2 separate regions of the Mus musculus genome follow, and region 1 is linked to region 2. A link is a contact called in public promoter capture Hi-C data. All regions are on one chromosome and are shown on one strand. Each heading gives the region's core, a stretch centred on a gene start, on an enhancer-like site or on the middle of the called end of the contact. The rest is flanking DNA. Distances are from core to core; before and after follow the strand shown. Region 1 holds the start of Capza2 (capping protein (actin filament) muscle Z-line, alpha 2). Region 2 overlaps Mdfic (MyoD family inhibitor domain containing).

Region 1 (6,932 bases), core at 652-3,151, 1.9 Mb before region 2:
AGTGACAAAATATTGTTTTCCATTTACTGGTTATTTAAATTTCACTAGAAAGTTTAACCACTGATCTCTTAAATTAGAAAATACTGTTATAAAAATCTGTATGTGAAGTTACTACAGAATATTCCTACCTATGTCACAAAAAGATGCTAAATCTAAGCTTAAAATTCTCATTAATTTGTTTCCAACGTTATGCCAGCAGGTGAACTCATACACTACTCTGTAAAACTCAGCACACTGGGTGTCAAGGAATCTTCTCATTTTATTTTGAAATTTCCGGGCCTTTCCAACAACATGGCAAATCTACATTAATTCCCACCCTAACAATTCTCTTCTCACTATCTTCCAAGCCAATTGAGCTCCTCCTAATAATTATATGAAAGTACACAAAACATGAAAAAAATCGCTTCAAGAACTTTGAATCTGAAACGCTATTTTTCTTGTAATGCGCTGGTATATTTTCAATAAATAGCTTTAAACTATTCAATGCTACAAATGTAAACACTGTACAGCAACTTTTAGCGACTTAGGGTCTAATTCTGTGAATTAAAGTAAGGTATGCTTGTCCCCATTTTGTTAAGTTATCACCATTTCATCCAAGGGCACAAACGAGAAAGCCAGAACACTTCCAAAACCATAAAAGAGGCTGAGTTCTGAACAACCAAAGAGAAAGAGAACACTAATTCTGGTGCAGTATAAAAGGAGAGGGTCCCAACTGAAAATATCCTTAGTGTTTCTCTAACACCCTACTAGAACTGAGTTCTGTTTCCCACATGGGTGTACTTCATTTGGAACTTAAAAACAAGCTAAGATCAGACATTTCCAAAGGGCAGCACACTCATATGTCAGTTAAGTCTAAGTTTGAAAAAAACGTCCCGGTCTTTTCCAGAAAATACTCAAAACGTATGGCGTTCCCCCTCACACTACTTGCCCCTTGGTACGCGGTCTCCTCAGTCGCCAAAGAAAATGGGCAAGAGCCTTAGTTCAATGATCAGATTTCGTATCACAAATGTGAGAACTTGAGTCGTGCATTTGGTCCTAATGCTGTCACAGCATTTAACACACAGTAAAAGGAGTTGCACCCGCTCGCCCTCTTCAGAGTTGGTCCTATCAGGAAGATGGGATGTCACCAAATCTGCCCCAAGAGGGGGAAGCAGCCAAGTTGGGCAGAAAATAACTATGGGAGGGAGGGGTGTCTTTGTGAACAATACTGCCTTCCGGGGAACATGGGAGCAGCAATTAAAAAAAAAAAAAAGGTAATGACAATATTAATAAAAGAAATAGATGGCGGGGGGTGGGGGGGAAGGGGCGGGATGTGGAGACGGCGACCTCCGGAGGGAAGGAAACACCCTGGGGAACCAGGAAGCACTTCGCGTTGGGGAGGAGAAACTGCAGGAAAAAGTGAGGGTCGGCTATGCCGTCTTCCCCGCCCGCCCGCCTCACGGCGAAAGCCCCAGGCCAGGCGGCGCCGCTCCGCCGTCGGCCGCTCCCGAGCCCGGACCCCCAGGGCCGGGTCCCGCCGCCCCCGCTCCCGCCCGCGGCCGCCGGGCTCCGCTTCCTATTTTCGGAGCACACACCCTACAAGGAGCGGAGGGGCCCGGCCTCGGGGAGCCCGGGCAGCACCCCGCTCGGGAAGCGCAGGCGTGCGGCCCACCACCGGAGCCCGCCCGGGGTCAGACTCCGGCCCTCGCGCCTCGGCACTCACCTCTCCCGCCCTCCCGCCCGCCCGGCTCCTCACCGCCGCGGCACCTACCTTCTCCTCATCGGACAACTGCTCCTCCAGATCCGCCATCTTCCTTCTGGCGACAGACCGTGGCGCTGGTGGCAGCAGCGGCCACCTGACTTCCCCCTTTCCGAGCGGTCTTCCGCGCCGCGCGCCCCCGCCAAGGGAGGGGCCCCGCCGCCCAGGCCGCCGCGCACGCGCCCCGGAGCTCCGCCTCCCGGGAGCCGAGCCACTGCGCACACGCCTGGGAGCTCCGCCTCCTCAGCCTAGGCCGCCGCGCACGCGCCCCCGGAGCTCCGCCTCCCTCCCCCTGAGCGCCGGCCTGAGCGCCGCTGTGCGCGTGCGCAGCGCCTCCAAAGTGGGATTGCTATGGTTATCTTCTGTCATCCTGCTCTGTCTGGTGCCTTCTCTAGTCAACGATGACCATATGGACCCGGTTGGCGATGAGTACATTCTGAGCCCATGACTTTGTTCCCACCAAGTCCTGAACGCTGCCAGCTAAAATGTGAAAAGCTGTACCAATTTAAAACATTTTTAAGTATTAGGAAAAATACTGTTTTAATTGAAATAGGCACACACAATCCAGTCCATAATTGAAAGATTACTTTTGATATATTCATTTATTCATCCGAAAAACATTTATTGGTCTTTTATGATAGGAAGACTATTTTGCTAGTTCTTAGGAATAAGAAATGTAGATTTAAAAACCCAAACAAACAAAAATCCCAAAGAAAATGCTCTTAAGCTCACCTCTATTAATTAGACATTGAGTTAGGGAAGGCATTGTACTCCTGGAAAGTAAAAAAAAAAGAAAAAAAAGTTAAGTTAGCCTTGGATCTGTACCCTCATGAACTGGCTGTCCAAACTACTTACAGGTCATCCAGTAGAAATTTCAATTTCATACAACCAATTTTTAAGGTAAATGTCCCATGAAGGATTTAAAGCATTCTAAAACCATTATTTATTATTTTCAAATTTTACTGGATGTCTCCTACTTTTATTTGCTAAATCTGGCAACTCTACTACTGAAGCTTCAAGTTAAAGAAAAGGGGGGGGGGTGGAAGGTTGAAGTCAAAGCTGACACAGGAAGCAGCTGGAAATGTTGATAAAATTGAGTTGCTAGTTCAGCAGGCCTGAGCAAACCAGAGAATCTATATTTCTTACAAGCTCCCAGGAAGGAGGAGTGCTACTCGTCTGAAAACCACACTTTGTTTTTACCAAGGACTAAGAGTTTAGTTAGTAGTTAAGACTTCAATAATTAGAAAGTGAGAAGCTCTTGAGGGCATTTGGACAGTGTCACGACATGAACCGAACATGCTCAGCGGTGTCAATCTGACAGCTGTGTGTAAATGACAGGTAAGAGGACCCTAAAGAGCTCAAATAGCTATCTGGGTCCAAGAACACTATCATTAAGTGACTTACTAAAGTGTTCGTTTGCAGAGAGCAGGAAGAGGAAGCTGACATGTGCGGGAACTGAAAGTGTCCAGTTGAAGACAAACCCGTGGAGACAGCATGCAAGTTAACAAAGAACAGTGTCTGACCAAACCCCTCAGGAGCTACAAGTCAATATCAGTTCCCTCTTTTATAGTTCCTAAATCCTTGCTTTATTTATTGCTCCCTGCCATTGTAAGTGTAAGTATTACTGTTCGTCCAAACCAAAGCTCAGGAATTTATCCAATGCTACATAGCTCGAATACGACTGAATCCTAGGCATTTTGTTCAACATCCCACATTCTTTCCACTGTCAGAACTTTCTCCCTTTCTCCACAGAATAAAACTTAATGGAGGTGCCTTCTCTGGCATGCCAGCAATCCAGTTCACAGCACCTTCTTCAACAGTATCTGGGACTCAGGGTTTCCCCACCAAGGTTGCTCCTATTTACTTAGCATTTTATGTCTTACACAGTGGGTTCTTGGTGAATGTTGCATAGCTAACTTACTGGCAGCACTACCCTTTAGAAGCCTCATTGAAAATCTTGTAATGTTTTGCAATAATCTGAGTCAGAGTATGTTTCTAGCCGTGGGTTTGGTGATATTTGCATATGGTTCCCATAGCAATTTAAAAAGCAGTAAATTATGTATAATGTCGAATAGTCCCTATAGTAATCTCTAAACACTACCTTCTTGATACAGCTAAAGGGATTCGCAGAATTTAAGTGACATGTATTTGGAAGAAACTTCAGCAAGTATAAATAAGAAGTGCTTGTTACAAGACTGCACTAAGAAACATGCCAGTATCCTTGCCTCTGGTGCATCATAATCAAGAGATAAGCAAAAGTTTCCCTGCACAGTTCTATCAACATGAGAATTTCTATCTCCTTTCTCTTTTTTTAAAAAATAACTTTTATTTATTCCTTGAGCATATTAGATAATATATTTTTACTTTATTCATTCCCTTCCCCCAACTCCTCTCACAAACTCCCATGAAATTTTCCATGATTTTCCTATTTAGTTTCCAAACTCACCTCTCTTCTACTTTTTAGTGGTTTAATCATGGCTTTTCAAAACCTCCCTAGACTTGTCTTTTTAAGATTGCTTTTGTAAAAGATGTTTTTAATGAGTGTTGGTGTTTTGCCTACACGTATGTCTGTGTGAGGGTGCCAGATCCCCTGGAACTGGGGTTACAGACAGTATTGAGTGACCATGTGGGTGTTGCGAATTGAACCTGGGTCCTCTGGAAGAGCAGCCAGTGTTCTTAACCACTGAGCCATCTCTCCAGACCTGCTTTTTCTCCCCTCTTCAATTTCCTGTAGATATGCTCAAACTCTGTATATTTTAGTTATCATGAAAACTGGTGAGATGGCTCAGTAGATAAAAGTGTTTGCCACGAAGCCTGATGATCTGAATTTGATCACAGAACCCACCCAGTAGATTGAGTGAACCAACTTCTCTAAGTCGCCTTCCAACACACACACACACACACACACACACACACACACACACACACACACACATTGTGGCATGCACCTCCCGTCCAAGAAACAAATGTAAAACTTATTGTGAACAGAGGTTACTTAATTTCATAGACACGAAATTCTGGGTTCCATTGTTGTGTAGCAGTTTCCTTGGAGATTAAAAACCTTTGCTCCAAGTGTAGCTTAGCTAACTAGTGAGTTGAATGAGGTTTACAGGGGTGTGGTTGAAAGGTCACTCACAGGAGTATGGCAGCTGCACTGGGGGGGGAGGGGGGGAGAGGAGAGCCATACCCACACCGGCATGGGTAATGACTCATGAGAGTAGCACTCTAAGAGCTGCCGGTGTGATCTGTAGACAGTCTTTCTCCACCTGTATCTAGCTGCCTATATAATGTGTAGAGTGCAAGAACAAGCTCTGTGAGTTTGGTTTACTTCTTGAGCCTTGTAAATTTCATTACTCCCTGACTCTTCCTATGACTCCTGGGAAGCAGTGTTTGGATTCTGAGGCTATAGCTACATAACAGAAACCCTCATTGAATCTTGAAATATTTTTTTCTCCTAGACTCCTGTGTAAAGATTTCTTTTGATATTTTGTCATATATAACCTCATTCAAAGACATTCATATTTTATGCCTTCCAACAAAACTTCTCTTCAAGTGCTTTTATGTGCCACACACTAGATATGCCAAAAGCTAATAAAGACATAGGCCATGACCTAGAGGAGCAGAATGGTACTATGATGATAATAAGTGACATCATTAAGATCTATAATTAATACCTGGTATTAATAATAATAACTTATTAACATCTAAGTTCTGATTTTTTTTCCAGCTTCTCCCAGCCTTGAGAGATTTAATTTACTCTGTTTCCATTTCTTTTCATTTGTGGTTGGGGATATTACCGATACTCCCATTACAAGGCTGTCCTGTGGACTTAGTGAGATCACAGGCAGTGTGCTTAGCATCTGGACCAGGTATTAATATAGGTCTTAGTGATGTCACATATTATCATCCTAGTACCATTCTGCTCCTCTAGGTCATGGCCTATGTCTTCATTAGCTTTTGGCATATCTAGTGTGTGGCACATAAAAGCCCTTGAAGAGAAGTTTTGTTGGGAGGCATATCCAGTGATCCATTTCACATACCTGAATGGGAATTTTAAAATTGTGCTAGTAGACAAATGGTGACTTCCAGAACAAGACAGCAAACAATTTTCCTAGAGAGTCCCAAGTTACTCAGCTGCCACTTAGCTAACTCTGTAATTGATTTTTTTTTTTACTCTATATTTCCCCTACCACTGTAAATTTAAGTCTTCAGTGATGTTTTGTGTTCCAAATGAAGCACAGAGGGGAAGCCCTAATGGGAGGGATCCTTTAGGGCAAATCAAGAAAGAATTAAAATTTATATTATCACTTATTACTTGAATTACTGATACACAATATTTCAGGCATACAAAAAACAAACAAACAAACAAACAAAAAACCATAGTTCTCTCTTTTTGTATCCCTTTCCCTCTTTTCATTCCAGAAAACACCACTAACCTGAGTTGCATGCTTATCACTCCTACGTATTCTTATTTCTTTCCATTCTGTTTGTTTCTCTGATATCTATATTAATGGAGTCTTTTAAACATATTTATACAATGCATTATTATCATTTTGATACAGTTTTATAAATACCATGGGTAGAGAACATTACACCAATCACTGATAAAACATCAAACAAACAAGATAAAACCAAAACAACATTAAAACCACCTACCTTTACCTCGTGGCAATGTAACTTTTGAAGCATGAGTGAAATCTTGCTGTATTTTTTGTTTTAACCTGGAGAGATGAAGCAACATGATACACATGAACATGGATTCCAAATGAAAAGATAGGTCAGATTTCTTTAAGGGTGTATTGGTAAAGCATCATTAATGACAATAATTTTTTCTTGGGTGTCTGTGCTGGGGGCATGGAGAGAAGTGGAATGTATATGAACGTGCTCTGCTGGGTAAGTCATATGGAAGCCAAGGGCTGAAGGAATGTCTCCAGTTGCTTCTCTGCCTTAGTTTAGTTGGGAACTCTCACTGAACCTGGAGCTGACCAAGAAACTGCGCAGATCTACTGTCTCTAGCACTAGGATTTTAGTCATGATGCCATGCCCAGTTTTTACTTGTTTGTTTAGTTGGTTGGGTTTTTTTGTTTTAACATGATTTGGGAATTCAAATTCAGATCTTCACATTTGTACAGCAACCACTTAACCCTCTGAGCTGTCTCTCCAGCCTGGGATAGGAAACTTTAAAAACTTTTGC
Region 2 (7,712 bases), core at 178-2,677:
TCTCCTTCCAGGCCTGGCCCTGAGGCTTTGGGTGTGACCTACCCTGGGAGCCACCAAGCTTTAATCACAGTTGAGAAGCATAATTCAGGGATGTTGAAAGATTCAAATACCAGAAATCTTCATGGCAGCAATGAGAAGACTGACTTCCCAGTTCCAGTTTTTGGTCCTTCCCTTAATTTCCCTTACTGAGTTTACCCACATTTTAATTTTTTTCTCGTTTGCCTCCTGTTTTTACATTCTGTGACAATACTACTAATTTTTTGTTTTCCAATCTTCTATTGAAAACCTTCTGTCAAATAAATATGCAAACATAATCTTGCATTTTCTAGGAGAAATATAATAAAAATGAATAAATTCAGGAAAAATTAAGGAACATAGAACATTTTTTTTCATTTAAGATATATAAATATCTCTAAAATGTCCTCAAACTATAAGTCTGTGAAAAACAAAATCCCACTACTTTTCTCTCTCCAGACATAGGAGATATGTACGCACCTACTGCTTGATTATTCAAATGAATGAAAAGTCTGGCCTTATGATGCTTCGTAGTTTCTAGATAACTTATCTGGGTAGAGAGGATTTTATTCATGGATTTGAAAAGTTTATATTTTCAGGTTTGCTTATAAAGCATCATCTACGAGCTTTATGTATATGATAAAATAGTATCCTTACTGGGTAATCTCACAGCATTATAGAATTTGCTATGGTATCTCTTTGTTTCCTGACTCAAGAGATACTTCTATACCATTCTATCACTGAATCAACTGATAAAAATGACTGCCATCTATAATTATTAATACTTATTATATTATGGATACACCTAAAAATAAATGCATATGCATTTTATACATAATTTACAGAAAAGGAAATTATTAAAATATGCTTTATATTATACAAACAATAACTCAATGAAACAAGTACCATTAAGGTATGATCTTTCTAAAAGCTATTTTTTTTATATACTGACATTTGTATAAGATGGCAGAGAGTTTAAGAGTTGCAATGAATTCATCTCTTCAAAGGAATCAGTCCTGATTTGCTAATAGGCACTGGACTCTGGGCATTCTATAGTTAAAACACCAAAGTGGTATTGGGCAGTGCACACCAACCAGAAAACTCAGGAAGCTTTATGAAGGGCTGATTTTCCTAAAGCAACAGTCATTTTTCGCCATATGCAAATAAATTTGCCACTGTATAAATCCAGAATATGTACCCCTCTATACAGACAAATTTTGAAAAGCCTCTGAAACCAGAGATCAAGCAACCTTCGATGAGATATAGGATTGCAAGGAACAGCCAGAGATCTGGATTCACCGAAGTTCAAATAAGCATGTGTGTTAGCTAAGTTGCAGCAGGCTAATTATTTTTTACTTCCTCAATTTAGTGTTGGAATTAAAAACACTACAAAGGGGAATAGAAGATACTAAGCAGGAAGAACAGCACTGGAAACCTGAAACGTTTAGACCACGGCAAATACGTCTCCATATCCTGCACAGGAGTACTGCAGAAGTAGAGAAAGCCCAAGGAACGGAAGCACATATTGCCTGGAGCAAGCCCCACTACTGATACAGGCTGGTGACAAGAAGCAGTTAAGTGGTAACGAAAAGAAAACAGAGAAGGCCAGATCTCAAAAGTAAAAGGGGCAAAGTACCACAAAGATGAGGTTCTCCATAGGAAACGGGGTGAGGGGAGGAAGAGAGAAGGGGGAAAAATTGGACTGCTACATAAAAATCTCCTGAGGCCTTTCCACTCTTGTGGTAATCCCCGAGCCTAAATGTTTGTTATCAACTGGAGAAGAACTGCTAAGTCTTTTCCAAGGGAGTCCTCTCTGCAATGGCTGTGATGGATACCAAACAAGGAAATCTTAGCAGAGGCCTCCAGTAAACGAACTCACTGCACTCAGCAGAACACAGGCCTAAGGCAGGGAAGAAACTCAACAAGGAAATGCTGTGCACAGGCTCAGCTCATACTATTCTCATTACCAAGTATTCCAGAGACCCACCCTGTTCCTTATCCACCCATACAGGGGCTGCTCTGCCTCACCTTCACTGTCTTAATCTACATATTGATGATAACAAGTTGAAGCAAATTTGATCTAGGTTGGTCTTCCAAATAATTTCAGGAGAGGGATATATATCACACAGCAATCTAGAGAAGAACAGGCACTAGATCTAGATGTGTAATCCATGTGACTAGTTTCTCACAAGGAAAGATGAAGTGCATAGGTGTTTGGAGGAGGGGGCAATTGGATCTCATTAAGTAAAAAACGGAGCGAAATTATGTGTATAGGACAGAAAGGATCTGCTGCAGACCCAAAGCATAAATGTATGCTGCTGAGCTCAGGTCACTAGAGCAGACACCTATGCTTGTCTGTTCAACATCTCTCTATTTCCCTGGCAACAGTGTAGATATTAATGAGGATAGGACCTAGATTTGCTGACAGTAATTTCTGCAGCAATGAAGTGTTTTTAGTTACATGCATTTGTACACAGAACTTGACAATCCTGAGTCTTCAGTGACTCACATTGACAGCAGAATGTTCCTGGAGGACAGGATCCTGTATTCCTAGAATCCCATCAACCTTATCAGGCACATGCATGCTGACAAAGAGCCTTGTATGATGCTCAGCACCCAGTGGACACCCAGTGAAAATTAGCTGATGATGATGAATGATACTAGCTTTTAAGCTGTCACTTGATCCCTGAATATAATAACCTTCCTGAATAAATCAAGCAACAGTTTGGTATTCAGTACCATTATAAACTTCATCCTTCACCTTCCCGAGCCTAGGGAATTGCTGTAAAAGCATAATAGAAGGAGAGTAGAACTGTAGTGAAGACTCAAGAAACTCTGTCTGTTATAACAAGGGAATTAAAGATTCAGTTACCGATATCATAGGATGTGTGGAGAAATGCATCAAAAAGGCTCACTAAGTAACCTTTCCAAAAGTAGCATGCAAAAAGTCATTGCCAAGTTATATATCTAAGAGGACCTTCCCATAACAAAAGCAAACTCAACTTAGTGGGCAAGCAAAGACTGGGCATCTTTGAGCATGGGGCAATGGGGATGTACAGATGACATCACGGGTAAAAGGGATGAAGTCAGGTAGAATGCTAACCTAAAATGCTAACCAAGTAACTTACTGCATAACAAGGAAAAGGTATTTCTGATAGCTTAAATAAAGTAAACCAAAAGAAAAACAAATTTCCAAAAGAAACACCCCCAGCTTCAACCAAGCTCATGATCCTAAGTTCACTGGTGAGCAGCTGCGATGGGAGCAACTTCAATAAGTGGTCTGAGACTAGGAAACCTCTGTGCTTTAGGCTTAGTAACATTTCTTGTTACAAATGACATTCCTGCTGAAATAATGTGAAGATTCAAGATTGAAAGTAAAGTTCGAAAAGTTGACTCAAACGCTAATCAGGCCCTAATCATCGTGTTTGACTCCTAAAGAGGATCCTGGCAACATTTCTCTATAAGGAAGTGATGCGAAGGATCGCTAGATTCACACGTAGAGTCTCATTTGCACACTTAAATATGTACATACATAGCATATATATATATATAATAGATACATAATAGGGAAAATAAATATGTAAGTGAATAAGGAGCCAAACACTGAACACTGTTTTCCCTTTCGCAACCCCAAGGTTAAATCTTAACTTCTCTTTAATACGGTTGCTTTAACTTTCCAGATTCTGATTTAGATTATTGGAGTCATCAAATTACAGTATTACTTGACAGAATAAAATATTACTTAAAACAAAAGCATCAACAAGTGGCTACACATAGAGGGACAGAGCCATTAACCACACTTGAGGAGTCACAGATTGAGACCATTTACATAAATGGTTCCTCTCCTAATTTCTCCATTAAAATACACTAAATCTATCAAGGTCACTTTGCCTGCAAAACGGCTGAAATAAGTCATTATAAAATATTTGTTATGTACTATTCTAGGGACAAGGGATCTAACAGGGAACAAATTTACGAAGAAGTCATCTACCACCATAGAGCTTATGGATATTTATGATTTCAAGTAACAATAAATCCAAAGGACATCCCTATGAGTGTTAATTTCACATTATTGTCATTAAAGGCAAGGATTCAAAAGTAGGGAGAGTAGCTATCAAAATGACATCACAGTTTTCCGGTGTGCCAGACATCAGAGTGAACAACGTGTGGCATCCTCTCACTAACTGCAGTTCCTTCAATGTTTACATGATTTACATTTCTGCTGTCCTGTGCTCAAGGACACACTAGCTTCACTTGTACAGTATGTTGAGTTTGCTTTTGTTATAGGAAAGGAAAAACAAAACAAAACAAAAATAAAATCACTTTCATCTATACAGCTTGGCACATTTTCCTACGCGACAGCATCCTCTGCGAGGGTGTGTATAAACAACACCCTGCAGAAGCACAGTGCACAGACACATGCTGTTTTGTTTGCACGGACTATGTTTAAATCACAGTGTTCTTGAAGAAGGAAAAGCAAAGACAAAACTGAGATACAATATCAGAAAGCAAGGATAAAACAAAACAATAAAGGAAAAATACGGCAGAACAGGAGATGAAAGAGGAATGCAGGAGAATGAAAGAGACGATGAAGGCGGGGTTGAGGGATGAGCAAGAGCACATCCAAAAGAATCCCAGTTCCACAAGCAGGCTCCCTGTGGATCTCAACCAAGCCTCCGCTCACACAACCCTGTGGCGCATGCCGCCTATGCTTAGCATTCTTCCTTCTGCCTGGGCCCCACCAGGCCATGTCATTTCTTACCTAAAGTCATCAAGGCCACCTTATCAGAACTCTCTACCTCCAGCCCACTTTCAAACTAACACAAACAGAACCAACCCAGACTCTATTTGCCTTACTGTACTGATAAAGAATTCCATGTTTATTTTTCCATCTTTAGGATAAAATCAGTACGTTAGTGAAACATTTCCTATGATGCCTTCATCTCAGATCCCATCATTTCCCTGGTCCCCAGTTATATGAAACTTGTCCGATTTCTCAAATGTGTCAGTCTCTCCATTGTGACGTTCTCTTCTATCCACTGCCATGGGATGCCCTCCACTGCCTCTTACTTCAAAACTACACCACAAATTCATCAACTCTTCATCTTTGCTAAACGGTTCTACCTGAGATGTCTGTAGCACTCTCCTTTTGGAATGAAGAAGAAACATGTATAAAACACTGTCCTCTCCATCAAACTCTGTATTCCTTTCCATCAGGCACCTTGTTTGTGTTTACTATGACACCCATGTGTCATATGCCTACAAAGCTCCACATAGTATCTGCTCCAGCATTTAGAGCAATGAACATCACAAAAATGACAGAAATAGAAAGATGGAAGCAGTAGCTCTTCTTCCACAGCGCCCAGTTTCATTTTTTTAAATGAAGCACTGATAACTATATAGTGCTCTCATGGAAACTCTAAGCAGAATTGCCTTTCCCCACACTCCCTAATGGAATCTGGCTTCTTTCTTTCCCTTGGTGATGTTTATAACGTGTGTCACGTATCCAGATCCTCTAAATCCCCAACCACCCAGCATAGCCTGTAATTCATTAGGCCTATCATGATTTCTCATTCTGATGAATTAGGGGAAAAATGTCAAATTTATGGATTATCATGAACTTCATATTAATTTCACATTAGTATAATATTACCAATTATTCCAACAGTGGACAAGAAATTGTAAATAATTAGAGATAATAAAAAGCTAAAGCAACAAAATGTTTTAGAACTTGAGGTAAACAGTTGGCGCAAACAGCTGCTGTGCAGAGAACTGGGTTTGTTGGGAGTGAGGTTGGTTTTTTTGTCTTGCTTTGTTTTGGGTGCTCTACTGCCTATTATCATGTGCTTGCTGAGTGTACTTTAAGTATCAGACACAATGCACAGGCTAGTGAAACGGTGGTGAAGAGCACCAATAGTGCAAAACTGAAAAGTATGTTTAACTATTACAAAGTAAAAGAAAAAAATAATAAACTACTCAAAACAGTATTTTCCCAATAACAGAGGAAAAAAACAAAACACTTTTCCATATTGGAAAGCTACAAAGGCTATCTCAACAAAGAGCTGAAAGGAAAAAGACCTCGCAAGGAGAAGGAAGAGGAATCTGGTCAGCCTAACAGCTTGGCAAAACCTGGAAGCCGATAGACCTCAGGGCTTTTGCTGACCTGAGAAGAAGCCAGCCTCCCTAGGGAGATCATACACTGCCCTTTGGATAATCCATTTATCTCATAGTTAAAACTATAAACAATAATGAATATGCTGGAAAAACATAGGACGTGCTTCCGTAACTGTTCCAGGAAATACTGTTCTGGATCCCGTGTTTCCTTACCACAAGCCCATGACTACAATACATTATTCATTTATGAGACCATTCTCAATTTCCATTGACCAAAAGAAGCTGGAGTAAATAGTTTGATGTGATTCAAGACACTCCCGACAAAAGGGCTCTTAGGAAGTTACCAAGCACAGTCACCAACTGTATACAAATGCAACATAAAACCACAACTTAGAATATTAGGAAGCATTTACAGAAATTTTACACTTTAATTACCTTGCAAGAACAAAAGGCATATACCCCATGCCTCTGAAATGGGCTAACCAGTTTATGCTGCCATTTGGTGAAAACTGATCTAGGGCTCCAGAGCCATGGAGGAGGAATGGCTTGGTGCTCTTTCAACAAAGAAAAGGTTTTCAAGAATCACAATGCTGTTCAACAGATCTTAGGGCTGAGGCCATTCCTCCAGTTTGTTTTTACTAAATTTGTTCCTAACCCGGCTTCCTTGATCAGTTAAAGTACATAAGCCTCAGGCAATAATTCTCAAGCTTTGTCCAGCTTCAGAGAACTGAGCAACATATTTATCACATGTTACTTCTTCTCCGGGAAGTATTTCATCTTTTCCAGCATGTGATCACAGGACCATAGATAGACTGCTGAGCATCAGTATTTTCTCAGAAAGACGAACTACCAGAGAGTCACTAGACAATGTGACAGTGAACTGAGTATATTTCCCTTCACAGGGCTTTAAAAAAATGAACATTTTCTATGTCTGATTCATAGCATCTGGTCCACGTGAGTAAATGCTTAAGGAGGAAGTGGGTAAAACAGTGAACAGTATACGTGTTACTATTTGGCTCTGTCTGGCCTTGCTACTCAGTTATAGATAAATAGAGCAAGCTGGCCTTGCAACTCACAGATCTGCATGTCACACTTGTGCCTGAAAAGGCAATATTTCCAGAGCAGCATAATCTACAGTGTACCCACACTTCTTCCTCTAGCCTCTTAATTGAGGACTTGGACAGTGAAGAGTGTATTTAGATTATCTTGCTTGACCAATCAACTGAATAATGAGAAAGGAATTACCTCTAAGTGTAGACCAAAGATGGCTGGACTTACAGTTGAAAGACAGAATGACTTGCCCAACGTCCCCTGACAAGTAAACTCTATTTAGAAATAAAATTTAGTTCCATCCATTTGCCTAAGAATTTCATGAATTCATCTTTTTTAATAGCCGAGGAGTACTCCATTGTGTAAATTTACCACATTTTCTCTATCCATTCCTCTGTTGAAGGACATCTGGGTTCTTTCCAGCTCCTGGCTATTATAAATAAGGTTGCTATGACCATAGTAGAGCATGTGTCCATATTACATGTTGGCGCATCTTCTGGGTATATGTTGAGGAGTGGTATAGCTGGGTCCTC

Evidence for each region. Promoter capture Hi-C pulls out the DNA fragments that hold promoters and counts their contacts.
Region 1: a promoter capture Hi-C map of pre-B cells shows a contact between it and region 2. The contact joins the promoter of Capza2 here to the enhancer-like site in region 2. A contact is called at or near these places in 4 of 39 promoter capture datasets (the C10 cell line, liver and pre-B cells), 1 of 484 Hi-C or Micro-C datasets (pre-B cells), 1 of 115 datasets of contacts at active chromatin or transcription factors (large pre-B cells) and 1 of 9 other capture datasets (liver).

The regions. Positions count from the first base shown.
Region 1 is chr6:17,631,979-17,638,910 of GRCm38.p6, reverse strand. Capza2 (capping protein (actin filament) muscle Z-line, alpha 2) reads right to left here and starts at 1,901. Exons shown (of 10, transcript NM_007604.3): 1 at 1,751-1,901. The coding sequence starts at 1,789.
Region 2 is chr6:15,758,011-15,765,722 of GRCm38.p6, reverse strand. All of the region lies in intron 3 of Mdfic (MyoD family inhibitor domain containing), which reads right to left. Among named protein-coding and RNA genes, the nearest start is that of Mdfic, 41 kb to the right of the region's middle. Within about 2 kb of position 1,427, at least 24 of the 459 cell types and tissues checked have an H3K27ac peak or open chromatin away from gene starts, as enhancers often do. A contact at or near this core is called in pre-B cells, where this site is marked.